Linked DNA regions of Mus musculus: region 1 is linked to region 2. The links are chromatin contacts, called in public promoter capture Hi-C maps. All regions are on one chromosome and are shown on one strand. The core of a region is the stretch at or near the end of the contact, and the rest is flanking DNA. Distances in the headings are between cores, read along the strand shown. Region 1 holds the start of Gpr26 (G protein-coupled receptor 26). Region 2 holds the start of Hmx2 (H6 homeobox 2).

Region 1 (4,021 bases), core at 708-3,207, 410 kb after region 2:
TAGAACATTATAATGTAAGAATCAAGGATCCACTGGTGTGTCCCAAAACATACTGGTTTACTCCAGAAGCAATCCCTAAACATCCATCTCATCCCAGGGGAGAGGCTTATCAAGACAGTCTGTGGAAGCAGGGAGACACATGGGTGAACAGCCCACATTGTTGTTGTCATCAACCAAGCAAGAGATGAAGATGCACAGCCAACCTGAGTTCTGTAGGCCCCATGAGGAGACCAAGGGCTGAGAAGGATGACAGCATTCTGCTTGCTTTTCTCTTCCCTGAGAGGCAAAACCACTTCCACACAGTATCAACGCAGCTCTAAAAAACAGATAAGGAAGCCAAGACTCGGGGAAGATGGGTGTTTGGCTCAGGGTCTTGTGAGGTCAGTGAGTGATGTGCTGGTAACTGCTTAACCACGGGCTCAGATTGCGGGTGGGGCGGGCTGAGCTGTGACATTTGTTTGTTTCTGTGGTATAAATGCCCTTAGAGTGTCAGGTTTCTATTACCAATGTGCTGCCTCTTAAGGGGGGTTGCAGAAGGGTTCCCAGGCACCCTTGGAAGCTGGTAAGAAGTGGTCCTGTCCTGGGCACTCTTGGGTATATTCATTATAGTGGTGCTTAGCATCTGTCAAGGTGTAGAAGAGAAAGGCCATTGTTCTCTCTGACTTGCAGGTGCTTTAGATTAACCCCCTCCATCCTTGAATCTATGTGAGGGAAGATAATTAGTGTGATGGGGGAGACACAACAGCTCCCTTAGGGAAACTGTCTATATTTGGTTTCTTTCAGACTGAGGTCTGGCTATGTACAGTCATCACTGGCCATCTCACCAGGCTCTGAAATACAGTGTAGGTGGTCACTGGAGGAGGTAGCATCCCATAGAAAGGCAAGAGACTGAGGAAGCTCTGAAAGTTGTCACCTGTCTGTCCACCAAGCACCTTTGAAACTACGGAGTCTGGACTAGGGATAGAAGAGACACAGTTCCCACATGTTTACCTGAGGGGAGGCTGAGACCCTTTATGTCCCAAACTCTGATGATCTGGATCAAACAGAGACATCCGCTATCCTCCCATTCTCTGAACAGTTCATCCACATGCCTAATAAGCTTATACTCGCTGGCTCGCCACACCCAGAATGGACAGGACAGCAGCTGGCCCAGGACACAATGAGTGTCCAGAACCAGCTACACCAGGACTACTTCTGATGACCATGGACAGAGTGTGTTCTTGACTGATGGCATGCCCAAGGGATGTCCCGGTGAGCCTCAAGTGACCTTGCACCATATCTGAGAGTGTAGCTGAATGACTAGAGAGTGAAGAGACGAAGCTCTGGAGACTCAGTGTCCAGCAGTACAGCAACTGCCTGCAGATAGATGAGGGGAGATCTCAGGAGATCTCTGGCCATAATGCAAGACAGAACTGTGAATTCTATCCCAGCTCAGCAGAAGCCTAGCCAAGCTCCCCAGTTCATCTTAGATAACAGCAGCAATCCTAGATGCTGGGCAGCTATGGGGCAGGTGGACTGGGTCAAGGTCTGGTCACCTAGGCAGGGACAAGCAGCACTGGGACATGAGGGTGCCCAGACATTCTTCCCTTTTCCTAGATTTCTTGACTCAGCCTGTCTCCAGCTCATATAGGGGAGGATAGAAAGGAAGGGGAGGAGGGGAGCCACTGGGAGCCAGCCATTCTGCAAGGGAGCCGGTAGGGCTCCTTCCCTCCAAGTGTGTGTGTGTGTGTATGTGTGTGTGTGTGTGTGTGTGTGTGAGAGAGAGAGAGAGAGAGAGAGAGAGAGAGAGAGAGAGAATCGGTGGGATTTCCTTCTCAGAAGCAGCCAGTTTCCTAAGAGAAAAAAGAGAGAAAGGAGAAAGAAAGGGAGGAGAAAATTGGAGGTGGGAGAGACAGAAGGGGGAGGGGGCAGAAAGTGAGAGCACACAGGAGACTGAGCACAGAGGCAGAGAGAGGGAGACAGAGAGAAAGCCACAAAGCAGAAGGGTGTGCGGAGCAGAGCCAGAGCTGAGAGGGACCCAGTAAGGGCGGGTGCAGGCAGACGCAAAGCCAGTGACCACAGGAGACTGCGACCCCGGATTCCAGGGCACTTCAGGAGGTCAGAGGAGCACAGGCCAAGAGGTGGTGCGGGACTGGGAGTGAACACTCGCCTAGGTGATCGCCGGTGAGGTGACCCCAGACTCCGAGTGGTTCCGTGCCCAGGTGCTCGCCTGGGAGGTGGCGCGGGGCTCCGGGAGGCTGCGTGCCTAGGTGCTGGCCCAGGGGGTGGCGCGGGCTTCTGGGTTGGTGGATGCCCTCTGGGTAGCCATGGCGACAAGGGCCAGGGGTCGCTGGGCTGCCGTGTCGCCTAGGGGCTGAGTCGACAGCAGGCTGCGCCATGGCGGCGCGGGGTTGCGGGCCCTGAGCGCCAGCGGCGGGCGCGCACCATGAACTCGTGGGACGCGGGCCTGGCGGGGCTGCTGGTGGGCACTATCGGCGTGTCGCTGCTGTCCAACGGGCTGGTGCTGCTCTGCCTCCTGCACAGCGCTGACATCCGCCGCCAGGCGCCGGCGCTCTTCACTCTCAACCTCACGTGTGGCAACCTGCTGTGTACCGTGGTCAACATGCCACTAACACTGGCCGGCGTCGTGGCACAACGGCAGCCGGCCGGGGACCGCCTGTGCCGCCTGGCCGCCTTCCTCGACACCTTTCTGGCCGCCAACTCCATGCTCAGCATGGCCGCGCTCAGCATCGACCGCTGGGTGGCTGTGGTCTTTCCGCTGAGCTACCGTGCCAAGATGCGCCTCCGAGATGCCGCCTTCATGGTGGCCTACACGTGGCTGCACGCGCTCACCTTCCCGGCCACCGCGCTCGCCCTGTCCTGGCTCGGCTTCCACCAGCTATATGCCTCGTGCACACTGTGCAGCCGGCGGCCGGACGAGCGCCTGCGCTTTGCTGTCTTCACCAGCGCCTTCCATGCGCTCAGCTTCCTGCTCTCCTTCATCGTGCTCTGCTTCACGTACCTCAAGGTGCTCAAGGTGGCCCGCTTCCACTGCAAGCGCATCGACGTGATCACCATGCAGACGCTTGTGCTGTTGGTGGACATACACCCCAGGTGAGTGCCCTGACCCAAGACTCTGAGCACTTGGTATTGAGTTAGGAAGGTCCCAGCATCCCGGGAGATCCCCTTTCTGCATCAATGGCATTAAGCACGGGTGGAATAGCAGATCCTGTTTAAACGGGTGCCTAGAGCTTCACTTTCTGAAACATGGGACTGAAACCCCAGCCAGAACATCTTGTTACCCTTATACTCTGGGCAGTGAACTCTGTTCACTTTTCGAAGCTTGAAAGTGGTTTGGATCTGAGAGGGGTATCTAGAGGATTGGAAAACCCTTAAGAACTCTTCAAATGGTGGGTGTTATTCCTCTGGGTCTTTGCAGTCCTGGGTGTGGTGCCACCTGGATCTCCTCGCATGAGTCCTCATTAAACAGAATCCATAGCACCTTCTCCCAGTGATGAGCTCTGAGGGCCCCAGTTCTTCTTGCCTTCCTAGAAGGTTCAGTCCATCGTTTTCTAGACTTGGAACCTCAAGGTCCCTTAAAGAATTTGTATCTCAGGTTTCTGAAACCAAGCCTGCCCACCACTTCCATTCTGTTGACTTGCTATTTCTTTGGAGAAGAAGGAGGGAGGCAAATGGAAAGATGGACTGGGAACCTCCGTGGTCCTTAGTGTTCCTTAGGGAGAAGAGGAGGAAACTGTCAATCGGGCTGTTCTGAGCTCACCTCATCTTTCCTCTTGAGACTAGGACATCAAGAGGGAGGGTGCTTCTGTGGCCTCTGCCAGTTTATATACATTAAAAGCAGACTCCCTCTCTGCTGCCTGGGACTTAGGAGTCCACTTGACACAGAAGATACAGCACACAGGGAGCAATAGTGATGGACAGTTAGGCTTCAATGTGTGAGCAGAGCCCCAGGATGTGGGGAGCCTTGGGGAATGGAATGTAGACCCCAATGTATATTCACCCTCCAGGGCACAGTGGACAG
Region 2 (3,881 bases), core at 231-2,730:
TTGGATCTTCTGGCATGTGTCTAAGGAAGGGAACAGGGTTTCTGGGACCTTAAGGGTGCAGCCAGGTTTGGCTGGAAGCTTTGGGTCTCGTTCCTTTCCATAAAGCTTGTGTAGATAACTGTCGCCTCAAATCCCTTTGCTTGCTTTGTTGAGATGACTCTAGATCAGGTAACAGGTGCTCTAGGGATTAAACAAGCAAGAGTCAGGGCTTAGGGAGAGGCCACAAGAAGGAAGGAGAGAGTCAGGTTTTATAAAGCTGTACCTTGACCTCTGAAAGGAAAGCAACACTTCAAATAATTTTAGGATGGGGAAAACGAGGCGTGGAAAGTGTACATATCTTGCCCAAAGACACCCTACCTATATTTAACAGGATCCTGTCCAATTCTAAAAAGTCCCCATACCTACCTACTTCGTTTCCTTCCAGAAGCAGCGTAGCCATTTTGAGACCGCCAGTATTTACCAGCAAAATAAAGTAAATGAGTTTAGCTGCAGTGTGGGAAGGCGAGCTGTGTGGTATTCGGTCAAGGATTAGGAAATAACTATTCTGCACTCTGAGAGTTTATAGGTTTCTAGCTGACACATCATCACAACCAGAGAATGGGGGCAGGCGACACTAAGAAGTTTGCCAGGGGGCAGGGATGCTTCTACTGGGACCAGACTTGTTCAAGTTCACACAGTGCAAATGGCGTTTGCTGGAATGTGAGCCGGAACCTCGGGACATTTGGGGGCTACTCTGTTTCCAAAATCCTCTGCCCCCTTTAGTCAGCGGGGTCTTCAGGTCCAGAGCTGTAGAATTTCTTTGCTCCTGTGTCTCCCAGCGGAGAGCCACATACTGTCAATCCCCAACGCAGCGGGAGAAGACTCGTAGAGCGCTGTTAGTTCCCAAGAGGCTAGAAGGGGTTGAGGACTGGGGAGGGTGGCAGCAGCCTATGGTGTGCATCTTGGATGTGAGAGAGCCCCACCAGCTCGACCCCGGGCGCTGTTCTCGTTTCTGGAGAGGCAAGGCAAAGACCAGGAACACAGGCTGCAATCTAAGCTGCCTTCAGCCCCAGATGTTACGGGCTGGACAGAGCTGATGCGAGTGCGCGTCTAGGCTTGCTCCCGGAGCTTCCCGGTGCTGCGTGCTCGGCCCCAGCTTTTTAAAAAATTCCGGGGCCGCTCCGCGGCGCTGCGATTGGCCGCGGCCGGGTAACCTCTATGCAAATGAGGCCGCGCAGCCTCCGCGTCGCTGGAGACCGGTGGAGTTGTCAAACGAGGAAGGGACATTGGCACCGGGGCTGGGCGGGCTCACCCAGAGCCGGGCCGGCAGGGACCCGCGCACAGCGGTCCGGTGCCTGCGCGTCCTGGAGCAGAAGGGACGCCTCGCCAGCCTCGTAGCCCCCTCCCCTTGCTTTCCCTCCCGCCCCTCCCCCCGCCCGCCTGCCCGCACCACCTTCCACCCAGCCCCGCTCTAAAGGGAGTTCTTGGTTTCCTCCGATTTCTTATGAACCCAGGATGGGCAGCAAGGAAGATGTGGGGAAGGGATGTCCGGCGGCCGGTGGCGTCTCCAGCTTCACCATCCAGTCCATCCTGGGCGGGGGCCCCTCCGAGGCACCGCGGGAGCCCGCCGGGTGGCCAGCCAGGAAACGCAGCCTGTCTGTGTCCTCGGAGGAGGAGGAGCCGGAGGAAGGTTGGAAGGCTCCGGCTTGCTTCTGCCCAGATCCGCACGGCCCCAAGGAGCCAAGCCCTAAGCACCATACCCCCATCCCTTTCCCTTGCCTGGGTAAGGATCGCAGGTCGGGAGTCTGGCCCGAGTGAGCGTGAGCCGATGCGGTGTGTGATTGTCGGAGACGCGGAGCAGGGCATCCCCGGGTCACAGCCGGGCCGCTAGTGGTCCAGGCTAAGGGGAGGGGACTACGCACCCATGGTGCATTCTCGAAAAGGCCGGAAGGGCCGGCGCTGGGGAGAAGTAGAGGAATATTGGGGCGGTAAGGGGAAGACTGGGTAAGGGGAAGGAGGGTGAACCAGAGTGGGCCAGGAACTCTGCGGGCGGTACACAATGCTGGCCAAAATGGTTTCGCACGCCGGGTACTTTCTGTCCTGACTTAGTTCTGCAGGTCTGGTTTGGGTGTTCTGTCAGTCCTGCAGGCTCTATGTCTTTTCCCTCCTCTCGGCCTCTTCTCGAAGTGATTAGTACTCTAAAATGATTGACAGTGCTGAGTTTCAGAGAGGTAAAAGCTAACGGAGGACAGCCAAGGAGTTATGAATAAAATTAGCCCGACTCTCAAAGAAAACGGCCTGTAAAATGATGCTACCTTGTAGAGCTCAGTCCTCAAAGGCAAAAATCACCTTTAAAAAATGGTGTTAATGTCCCCATTCCAGACCCGGTACCACGTTTACTTTTATAAGAGTGGAAGGAGACCCTCCAGCTCGGATTATATGGAACCCTCTTCTGCTGCTTTGAAAGGCCGAGGCTCTGGACTTTGGGCGCTAGCAGGACGCAGTAGAAAAGGAAAGGGTTAGCAATAGGGGAATCAAGGATGCAGGCATCAGTCAACCTCCTTGTCCCCGGCAGAGCTGAGAGTCTTTAAGGCTCATCAACTCCATGGTCATTCTGTTTGTGCTCACTCTTCAGGTACCCCCAAGGGCAGCGGAGGCGCAGGGCCTGCGGCCTCGGAGCGCACGCCATTCCTTTCTCCTTCTCACCCGGACTTTAAGGAAGAGAAGGAGAGGCTTTTGCCGGCGGGCTCGCCTTCTCCGGGCCCGGAGCGGCCACGGGACGGCGGTGCGGAGCGCCAAACCGGAGCGGCCAAGAAGAAGACGCGCACCGTCTTCTCCCGCAGCCAAGTGTACCAGCTCGAGTCTACCTTCGACATGAAACGCTACCTGAGCAGCTCGGAGCGCGCTTGCCTCGCCTCCAGCCTGCAGCTCACCGAGACCCAGGTTAAGACTTGGTTCCAGAATCGCCGCAACAAGTGGAAGCGGCAGCTCTCAGCCGAGCTTGAGGCAGCCAACATGGCACACGCGTCGGCGCAGACTCTCGTGGGCATGCCGCTCGTGTTTCGGGACAGTTCGCTGCTGCGAGTGCCGGTGCCGCGCTCTCTGGCCTTCCCGGCTCCGCTTTATTACCCGAGCAGCAATCTCTCGGCCTTACCGCTCTACAACCTGTACAACAAGCTTGACTACTGACATGCTCGCCCGCCGGCTCCCGGGACGCCCCTGGTCGCCTGCAGCTGCCTGCATAGCCCGGCGCGGTCGGGATCCTTCGCAGAGCTCCGGAGCAGAGCGGCGCGTGTCCAGAAATATTAAGAAATACACCATGTGTATTCGTTATGTCTTATTTATGGCCTCTTTCCTACCTTTTGTTTTGTTTTGTTTTATTTTGTTTTGTTTTGTTTTGAGTATTTATCTGCATTCCTCACGCCAGAGCACCTGCTTTCTACACAAAACCAAACAACTCGCGTTTGAAACTATTTTGGAAGGGGAGGCTCTCGGGTGGTGGTGGGAAGTGGGGTTTTGATTAGGTCGGTTTTGACCAGTAGCAAGAAAAAAAAAAAAACATCAGAAAAACCACCAACAGAACCAGGCAGTCTTTCTCCCATATATACACCTGTATATAGAAAATGTGGTAGGACACAAGCTCAGCCGAGCCGAACCAACTAGGGCTTTGGTCGTTGAACTAATCACTTCTCTTTATTCCCTTCATCTTGAGGATGGGTAGGGGCAAAACGAGGAGAGTACAGATCTGTAAATATTTTTAAAGAGAAAAAAATAAAACGTTTTAAACATGGTTGCTAACTTTGGAGGGATGGATTGTCCCAGGAGACAGCGGCAGAGGAGTTTCTGGATTTTTTTTTTTTTTTTTGCCAGAGCATGCAGGATTCTGTCTCCTCCCTCAGCCC

Evidence for each region. Promoter capture Hi-C pulls out the DNA fragments that hold promoters and counts their contacts.
Region 1: a promoter capture Hi-C map of embryonic stem cells shows a contact between it and region 2, with 2.2 times the contacts expected there. The contact joins the promoter of Gpr26 here to the promoter of Hmx2 in region 2. A contact is called at or near these places in 2 of 39 promoter capture datasets (both in embryonic stem cells), 1 of 484 Hi-C or Micro-C datasets (embryonic stem cells) and 1 of 115 datasets of contacts at active chromatin or transcription factors (embryonic forebrain).

Annotation. Positions count from the first base shown.
Region 1 is chr7:131,964,503-131,968,523 of GRCm38.p6, forward strand. Gpr26 (G protein-coupled receptor 26) reads left to right here and starts at 1,958. Exons shown (of 3, transcript NM_173410.3): 1 at 1,958-3,093. The coding sequence starts at 2,426.
Region 2 is chr7:131,552,813-131,556,693 of GRCm38.p6, forward strand. It overlaps Hmx2 (H6 homeobox 2), which reads left to right and starts at 1,481. Exons shown (of 2, transcript NM_145998.4): 1 at 1,481-1,762; 2 at 2,615-3,881. The coding sequence starts at 1,495. The coding sequence ends at 3,168.